Regions from separate parts of the Hordeum vulgare genome. Here region 2 is linked to region 1. Evidence: chromatin contacts called from public Hi-C data. All regions are on one chromosome and are shown on one strand. The core of a region is the stretch at or near the end of the contact, and the rest is flanking DNA. Distances in the headings are between cores, read along the strand shown.

The links. A called contact is a pair of places that touch in the nucleus more often than the background predicts.
Region 2: a Hi-C map of seedling shows a contact between it and region 1, with 2.7 times the contacts expected there. The contact joins the enhancer-like site here to the promoter of LOC123401906 in region 1. A contact is called at or near these places in 3 of 6 Hi-C or Micro-C datasets (leaf and seedling).

The regions. Positions count from the first base shown.
Region 1 is chr6H:496,240,001-496,243,740 of MorexV3_pseudomolecules_assembly, forward strand. LOC123401906 (ATP-dependent RNA helicase DEAH13-like) reads left to right here and starts at 2,008. Exons shown (of 14, transcript XM_045095768.1): 1 at 2,008-2,219; 2 at 2,304-2,392; 3 at 2,487-2,561; 4 at 2,638-2,687; 5 at 2,776-2,836; 6 at 2,927-3,346; 7 at 3,458-3,670. The coding sequence starts at 2,318. It overlaps LOC123401908 (nicastrin), which reads right to left and starts at 1,873. Exons shown (of 16, transcript XM_045095771.1): 1 at 1,714-1,873; 2 at 890-1,003; 3 at 642-759; 4 at 341-414; 5 at 176-252. The coding sequence starts at 1,792.
Region 2 is chr6H:496,517,904-496,521,643 of MorexV3_pseudomolecules_assembly, forward strand. No RefSeq gene overlaps it. Among protein-coding and RNA genes, the nearest start is that of LOC123403643, 76 kb to the right of the region's middle. Within about 2 kb of position 2,033, at least 2 of the 3 cell types and tissues checked have open chromatin away from gene starts, as enhancers often do. A contact at or near this core is called in seedling, where this site is marked.

The DNA.
Region 1 (3,740 bases), core at 758-3,257:
GGTATACTCGAAGCACGATAAAAGCTTTTGCATTAAAGGGATATACCACATTTAACTATTTTTTTAACTGAACAGCACGTTTAACTCTTGAAGAGTTAACCTCCTTTTTGAAAAAAAGAAAAAGAAAAGAAAACTCTTGAAGGGCGGTAGCATTCCAATAAAACCTAAAACTTACAGCAGGATTCCAATCATGGCTGACATTTGAGTATGGTGCAAAATCCCCTTGTGGAAATTTTCTATCCGGTGATAACTCTACAGTCAGAAACAGTACATTTTCTTGGTGATAAGGCAACAAGACGTACAAAGAGCACACTAAAAATAGGGAGATATTTCCACTGACCTAGTAACTTGTCACCATTTGATTCAACTAGTACACCGGCAACCTTATGGTAAAGTTCTGGATCATTGGATACCCTGCACAACAACATACAAACTACCAAATGTTACCATCTCTCAACATGTCAAGGGCAATACAGAGATGAAATAAAATCACAAATATTATGTAACTTCAGTATCTCTGATGTCCCATCAAGAAAGAGAAACACGAAAGCTTCAAAACTTCATTTTTCACCGGTATGCACAAACACTATAAGAACATCTACAATTATCTAACACAGGATTTCAACAATCGGATCTTATACCTCAGAAAGAAAGCTGGCATCTGATCTAAGGGAAGAAGAACTGCAGACGGTTCAGCCAACTGGTCATTGCTGTTTTTGAATCTTACAATCGGTGCAATAACCAGGCCATGCCCAGGATCTGATTACATAAAAGAAACACTGAGAACAAATTACACTTCACAACACAGACTTGTTGAAGATTGTTATGGTCACAGAACATCACATACATTCTATACGCATACAGCATTAAGGCAAACAAAGATACTCACTAGAGCAGCCGATTTCACCAGAAAGATTCAGCAGCCTCACACAAGGGAAGCTTTCAATGTTTACATACATTGCCTTCACAAGATCTGGAACAGACTCCAGTGTAGCAGCATCTCCTAGAAAAACATAAAGGCAACATTAACCTCTTTGCTACAGTACAGCAAGTGAAGAGAAAAGGAATTTAACAGAGCTACTAGCCAAAGAGAAGCCAGAACTTATCACACTGTTTTGCAAACCTATCTCCAAGCTATTCACATGACACGAGCAAAAAAGTATGCAAGCATGTAAAAGCAACCATACTAGTTTCGTAACTAAATCGCCTGTCGTAACAGCACACGGTCTCATTCCACCAAGACAGTACCAGAATCATGATCTGCAACTCAGATCAAACTCAAACGTTTGCAGTTGTAAGGCATCACCACCATGCATTCCCCTTACAAATGCGAAGTGTGGCTCTAGTGTAGTCTAGCTCAAGCAACACTACCAGAACTGAGATAGCAGAAGCCGCGGACACATATGTAAGCCACTACCAATCCAGGATCAGTTAATAAGCACAGCAGCAGCTTGCCAAAGCTTACAACTAGCTAACAAGGACCCCTACTTGGCTCACCTACAGGTTGAGACGGACGACCTAATAATCCCTATGCGGATTCATCCTAGAAGCTTAGCACCACCGAACAGAAGGCTCCAAGGGAGCGTGAGATCGCCTCGACTGAACCCAATTCTTTAGTCGACATACGCACAACGATTAGGCGAGGGTTACTTTTGCTTTTGTTTTGAGAACGAGGGTTTTGGATGAGGCGAGGGGCACGGAGGACCAACTCACCGGAGACGGCGGGGGCGAGGAGCACGAGTACGGCGCAGGCGACGGCCCCGAGGAGGGGAGCCGCGGAGCCGGCCGCCATGGCGGACGCGGCGGCGATCTGAGGCTCAGGGGGTGGACGAGGCAGGGGCCGTCGTCGTCTCGTCTCTGACCGGAACCGGAAGGCGGAGGAGACAACTGACCAGAGAGGCAGAGAGAGAGAGCAATGCTCGTGGGCTAGTGGGCCCTTATGGCCCTCTAGCCCACTGGTCCTCCTGCCTCCGCTCCGCGACACTTAAGCCCAACACGGCCCTAGTTCGTCTTCCTCCATCGATAGGCATTTACGCCATACCCGCGCCGGCGCCGCCATCCCCTGTGCCCTCCTCCGCAGACTCCGCCCCCTCCCTCCTCCGTCTAGCCTCTGGGTCTACGTTCCAGCGCCCTGCAGAGTGCTGCGGCTAAGCCCCAATCTCCACGCGGCTCAGCCCCTCGCAGACGGCGGCGGCGACAGCCGACAGCTAAGCTGCAAGGTGAGTTTCCGGCCGCCTTAGCTCGGTTCGCCCTTACTCGCGTACGTGGCGCGCTGTGTCCGCGGTTTCTGATGCTCCTACCAGGTCGCGGTTCGAGCATGGACGAGGAGGAGGATAGCAACGCGCTGATCTTGCCCTGCAAGAGGAAGAACAAATCGCAGGGGAAAGGCAAGGTAATAAATGGGTACATTTTATCTGCTCCCCGTGTCTTGGCTTTCCTTCTGGCCAGATGGTAGTATATGATTGTGTGAGCTTCTGAATTGCCAGGATGGCAAGAAGAACAAGACCAAGGAAGACGCTAAGATGAGCAAGACTCAGCTGAAAAAGCTGCAGAAATTGGAGGTTGGGACTTCTGCTGCTGCGAGCCAGCTTTGGTGTTTCTATCAGTGTATATTGATGCCGGCCTAACTGTTCGCAGGAGGACAAACAAAAGAAGGCGCTGCAAGCTCAAAGCATCGAGACTTTGCAGTATGTCTTAAAACTTATGTTGTCTATTTTCTGTGGTGGCTTGTATTTCTATCTGGCGATTGTGTATGATAATGGCCCTGCGCAATAGGAAGCACAGGATCGCCGATGATGCATATTCCCTGCTGCACACTTCGGGGTCTATTGGTCAAGTACGGTGGATCTATATGTAACACCTAGATTGGTTACTTTAGGAATGTAATGTATAATTGTTTCTCTCATTGTGTTCTGTTACACCGCAGGCTGTCACTACGAAAGAAAAACGTAGGCGTGCCATGCAGTTATCAAAGGCTGGTTTGGATGTCCCTGAAGAACTTTCGCTATTTAAGAAAAACACTGATCAGAAAGAAGTTGCAGTTCCTGAAAAAAGTGAAGCTGCGCAGGAAACTTTCCCCGTGAAGTTTGTTGAGGCCGCGAAACCTTATCATCCTGGTAGTGAACCTAAGAACCATGAGAGTGATGCAGTGAAGCCTAACATGGGTATCGGCCTTAGCATTCTGAAACAGAAAACTGAAGAAGTTAATGATGATGCTGACATTTTGACGCACCAGAGCATTCTGGAACAAAAAACTGAAGAGATTAATGATGATGATGACATTTCGGTACATCAGACAGTTCGTTCATCTGTGCCAAGTTGCTCTGATGAAGAGACTGATTTGCAGGTGACTGGTCCACATCTGAAATATATTCATCTCAGTTTTCACCTGCTCATCAGAAAGCTGGCGCCATGTTCTGACTTAACTGAATCATTATCGTTCTGTTGTTTTTGTTAGGATAAAGAGCCACAACAAGGTGAAGCCGCTGTACAGGAGTGCTTCAATCCTCCCATTGTTGTGCATGTGTCAAGACCACATGAGGTTGAGAAGGCGAGAAGGGATCTCCCAATAATAATGATGGAGCAGGAAATAATGGAAGCTATCTATGAAAATTCAGTGGTAATTCTGTGCGGAGAAACAGGCTGTGGTAAAACTACTCAGGTCCCTCAGGTGAGTGTGCTCACACATGGTGCCTCTTAGACATTGGTTTAAACTAGGGAGTTCTGATCCTATAGGCTTG
Region 2 (3,740 bases), core at 783-3,282, 280 kb after region 1:
TTCTTCAAATTCGAGAAATATTTTTTTGCTTTTTTAGATAACGTTCTAGATTACTAAAAAATGTTCTAGACTTTTAAAAAAAATTCAGAATTTTCACAAATTGTTCTACAAGTTCGAAAAAGGTTTTGGTTTTGAATAAAATGTTCTGAATTTGCAAAAAATGTCTTGGATTTTCAAATATTGTTTTTCAATTTCGAGAAATGCTTTTTATTTTTAAAGAAGTATTCTAAATTTTAAATATTTGTCTTTTTTCGAAAACTTTCATAACTTTCAGAAAAAATTGGGAGTTTCAAAAGATGTTAGGTATTTTAAGAAAAATGTTCGGTATTTTAAAATAATGTTCGAAATATCAAAAATTTGTTCAATTTTATAACTAAGTTCATGTTCTTAAATTTCGAAAATATTTCTTGCTTCTTAAAAATGTTCAAATTTCAAAACTTTGTTCACAAATTAAAAAAAGTGCTGTGGCATTTCAAAAAAATATAATTTCGAAAAATGGTTTTGCTTCAAATTCGAAAAGAAAAGAAAAAAGTGCCGAAAAAGAAAAAAGAAAGGAAATAACAAGAAAAGGAAAAAAAACCAAAAAAAGGAAAAAATTTAGTTATCAGACTTTTGTGAGATCAAAAAATGGGTCGGCCTAGTCGGGGCGACCACCATGTGCGTGCAAGGAACTTCCTGCGGCAACGAAGCAGCAGGTAGGAGCTCCCCGAAAAAGGGGCAGTGTTATGTCTTGCGTTCACCGAGTCGAGGCTTCCGACTCGCTTAAGGGCGCGAGGATATGGGCTGGCCTAGGTTCGCAGGTACTACATTGCCTCCTTTTCTTGTTTGTTCTTTTTCTTGTTTCTATTTCTATTTTTATTTTTTGTTTACACTTTCAAATAATCAAAACATATATATTAATGCCTCCGTTCCAATATAAGTGATTCAAAAATGACTCGATTTTATACTAATTTTAGTATAAAGTTGAGTCACTTTCGAGTCACATATTTTAGGATGAAGGGAGTAGAAAATAATATTTTGTATAATATTTACAAAAATTCAAATCATGCATTTAAAAAATGTTGAATGTGCATACAAAAAATTATTGGACAAGTATTTGAAAAAAGTTAAGCAAGTAATTGCAAAAATATTGTTCATGTATAAAAAAATGTTGACCAAGTATTAGAAAAATGATGAACAAGTATTTAAAAATGTTGAAAAGTTATTTTTAAAATTATTGATCATGTATAAAACAATGTTGAACATGTATGTGGAAAATGTTAAACAAGTATTTGAAACAATGTTGATCATGCATAAAAAAATTGTTGAACAAGTTTTTAAAAAATATTGATCATGTATATAAGAATATAGAATAAAAAAGAAACAAAATAAGGAAGAAAACGTAAAAATAAGAACAAAGAAACAAGTGCAAAAAAAGGAGAATAGAACTTTACATAAAAAGGGGACCAAAAAAAGTGAAAAAAAGATGACAAAATCTAGCACTGTGCGTTACGGTATCTCCTTTATCCGAGGGATTCCTTCCATCTCGCGTAAAGCATGAAAATAGTTGCCGCGCAAAAGAAGGTCGGGCGTACCCTAGCTCGTGGCTGTCATAGTGAACTGGGAGAAACCCATTGTAGCATGGCATGTGCGATATATAGTAACGACCCAACCCGGGTGACCATGGATCGAATCCATGCGAGCCCTTGTTTTCTCCTATTTTATTACTAGCGCTAGGCGTTACGGTATCTCCTTTATCTGAGAGATTCCTTCCATCTCGCGCAAAGCGTGAAAATAGTCACCACACAAAAGAAGGTCGGACGTACGCTAGCTCGTGGCTGTCAAGTCATAATGCACTGGAACAAACCCATTGTAGCATGGCACGAGTAGCGCAGCAACCCGGACGACCTTGGATCGAATCTATGCAAGCCGTTATTTTCTCCTATTCTATTACTAGCGCTGAAGGTCGGACGTACGCTAGCTCGCGGCTGCCATAGTGGACCGGGACAAACCCATTGTAACATGGCACGTGCGATACATAGTAGCGACCCAACCCATCTGCTCGTGAGCTCCTAAGTGGCGCTTTAAGCGCGACTGGGAGCAACCGGCTTCCACACGGCCTCCCTTCACGGACCGTCTATTAATCCATCGCCCCCTTGCTTCAATCCCGCTTGGTTCGACTCGTCAACTCGCTCACGTTTTTTACGACTGTATTGTGCTGCTGGTTGAGGAAAACCCCCTCCCTTTGGTTTTTGAATTCAGAAAAGTACACAAATATGTAAAAGTTCGTTGATTTTGAAAAACAATACAATGATTTTTCTAAAAATTCATGAACTTGAAAAATATTTTATATAATTTGAAAAAAGTCATTGGATTTGCAAAAAATCATCAAATTAAAATTAAGTTCCTCAATTTTGGAAAAATTTCATCGAATTTAAGACATTTTTTTATCAAATTTGGAAAAAATTATCATTGAATTTGAAAACAAAAGTTTATCAAATTTTAAAAACAGTTGATCGAGTTTTGAAAAAGTTCATCAATGTTGAAAAAAACTTCATAAAACCAATGAACCTTTTTCACCAAATTAGATTTTTTAAAAGAAAAGAATAAACAGAAAAAGAAAAAAAGGAAGAAAAAAAGAAAAGGAGAAAGAAAAGAACAAAAGAGGAGAGAAAATGTACATGATCATAGAAGATGAATTGGTTGGGATGGTTATCGAGTGGTGCACTGAACCCTCCGTTGCGGATTCGAATCCGCCTCGGCCTTTCTCCTACCCGAGAATCATGTCAAAAGAATTAAGCCCGAATTGAAAGTACAAAGTTTAGCCCATCACACCCAACACAATAGGCGTGGAAGCTCTCTACTATCTAAAAAAACCCTGCTCTAGAGAAAAACAAGCCCATAATCTCTCCAGCAAAGCTCCTGAACCTGCAAACGACTCAAACAAAACAAAACTGAACCCAAGGGATGATTCCTTATACTTGTTGTCCTTTGTCATACCTTCATCAGTCTACAAATGTATTCCTCAGCCAGTCTCCGTTCTATATCCATCGCCGTGGCCGACATCATTGCGTGCAGTATAATTGGGGCATACATCCTTAAATACATAGTGGCCAAGTTTGATTATCTGAACCATTAGTGTGAACACATTTAGCCCTCGCAAAGAAAAATCTTGAACATATTTAGGCTCATTTTTTTTTCTGAAATGAAGGCAAAATAGTTGCCTCATTCATTAAATAAGAGAGAAGAGTTTTAGAGTGTTACAAAAGGTCCACGCTCGCGACATGAGAACTACTCGCGCACAACAATACACCCTAGCTTCTTAGCACCGCAATAACACAAATCTTGGCATCGTCGATCATAGATAGCAAGAGGATTTTAGGCGGTGCACTCGTGTGACGGAACACTCTAGCGTTACGCTCGATTCAGATTGTACAGGAAACAAGCATTATAAGGGAGGCCAAGGCACATCAAGTGGGATTCTGCAGGCCGGTCCGCTTGTTCCACCATTTCAAAATGGAACCATCCAAATGCCAAGCGGGTGTGTCCATGTGGGCGAGGTTGAATTTCTGGAGGAACGAGTTCCATAACCGAATGGAGTAGCAACATTTTGTAGAATAAGTGTGTGCCCATCTCTTTTCTCTTCTATAAAGAGGGAAAAGTCTGAAAATTTCCCAACCGCGACGTTCGAGTCCGTCGACGGTCCAAATCCGGTGTTAGATAGCCAACCAAGAGATGAACTTAATCTTGGGAGGGGCCCA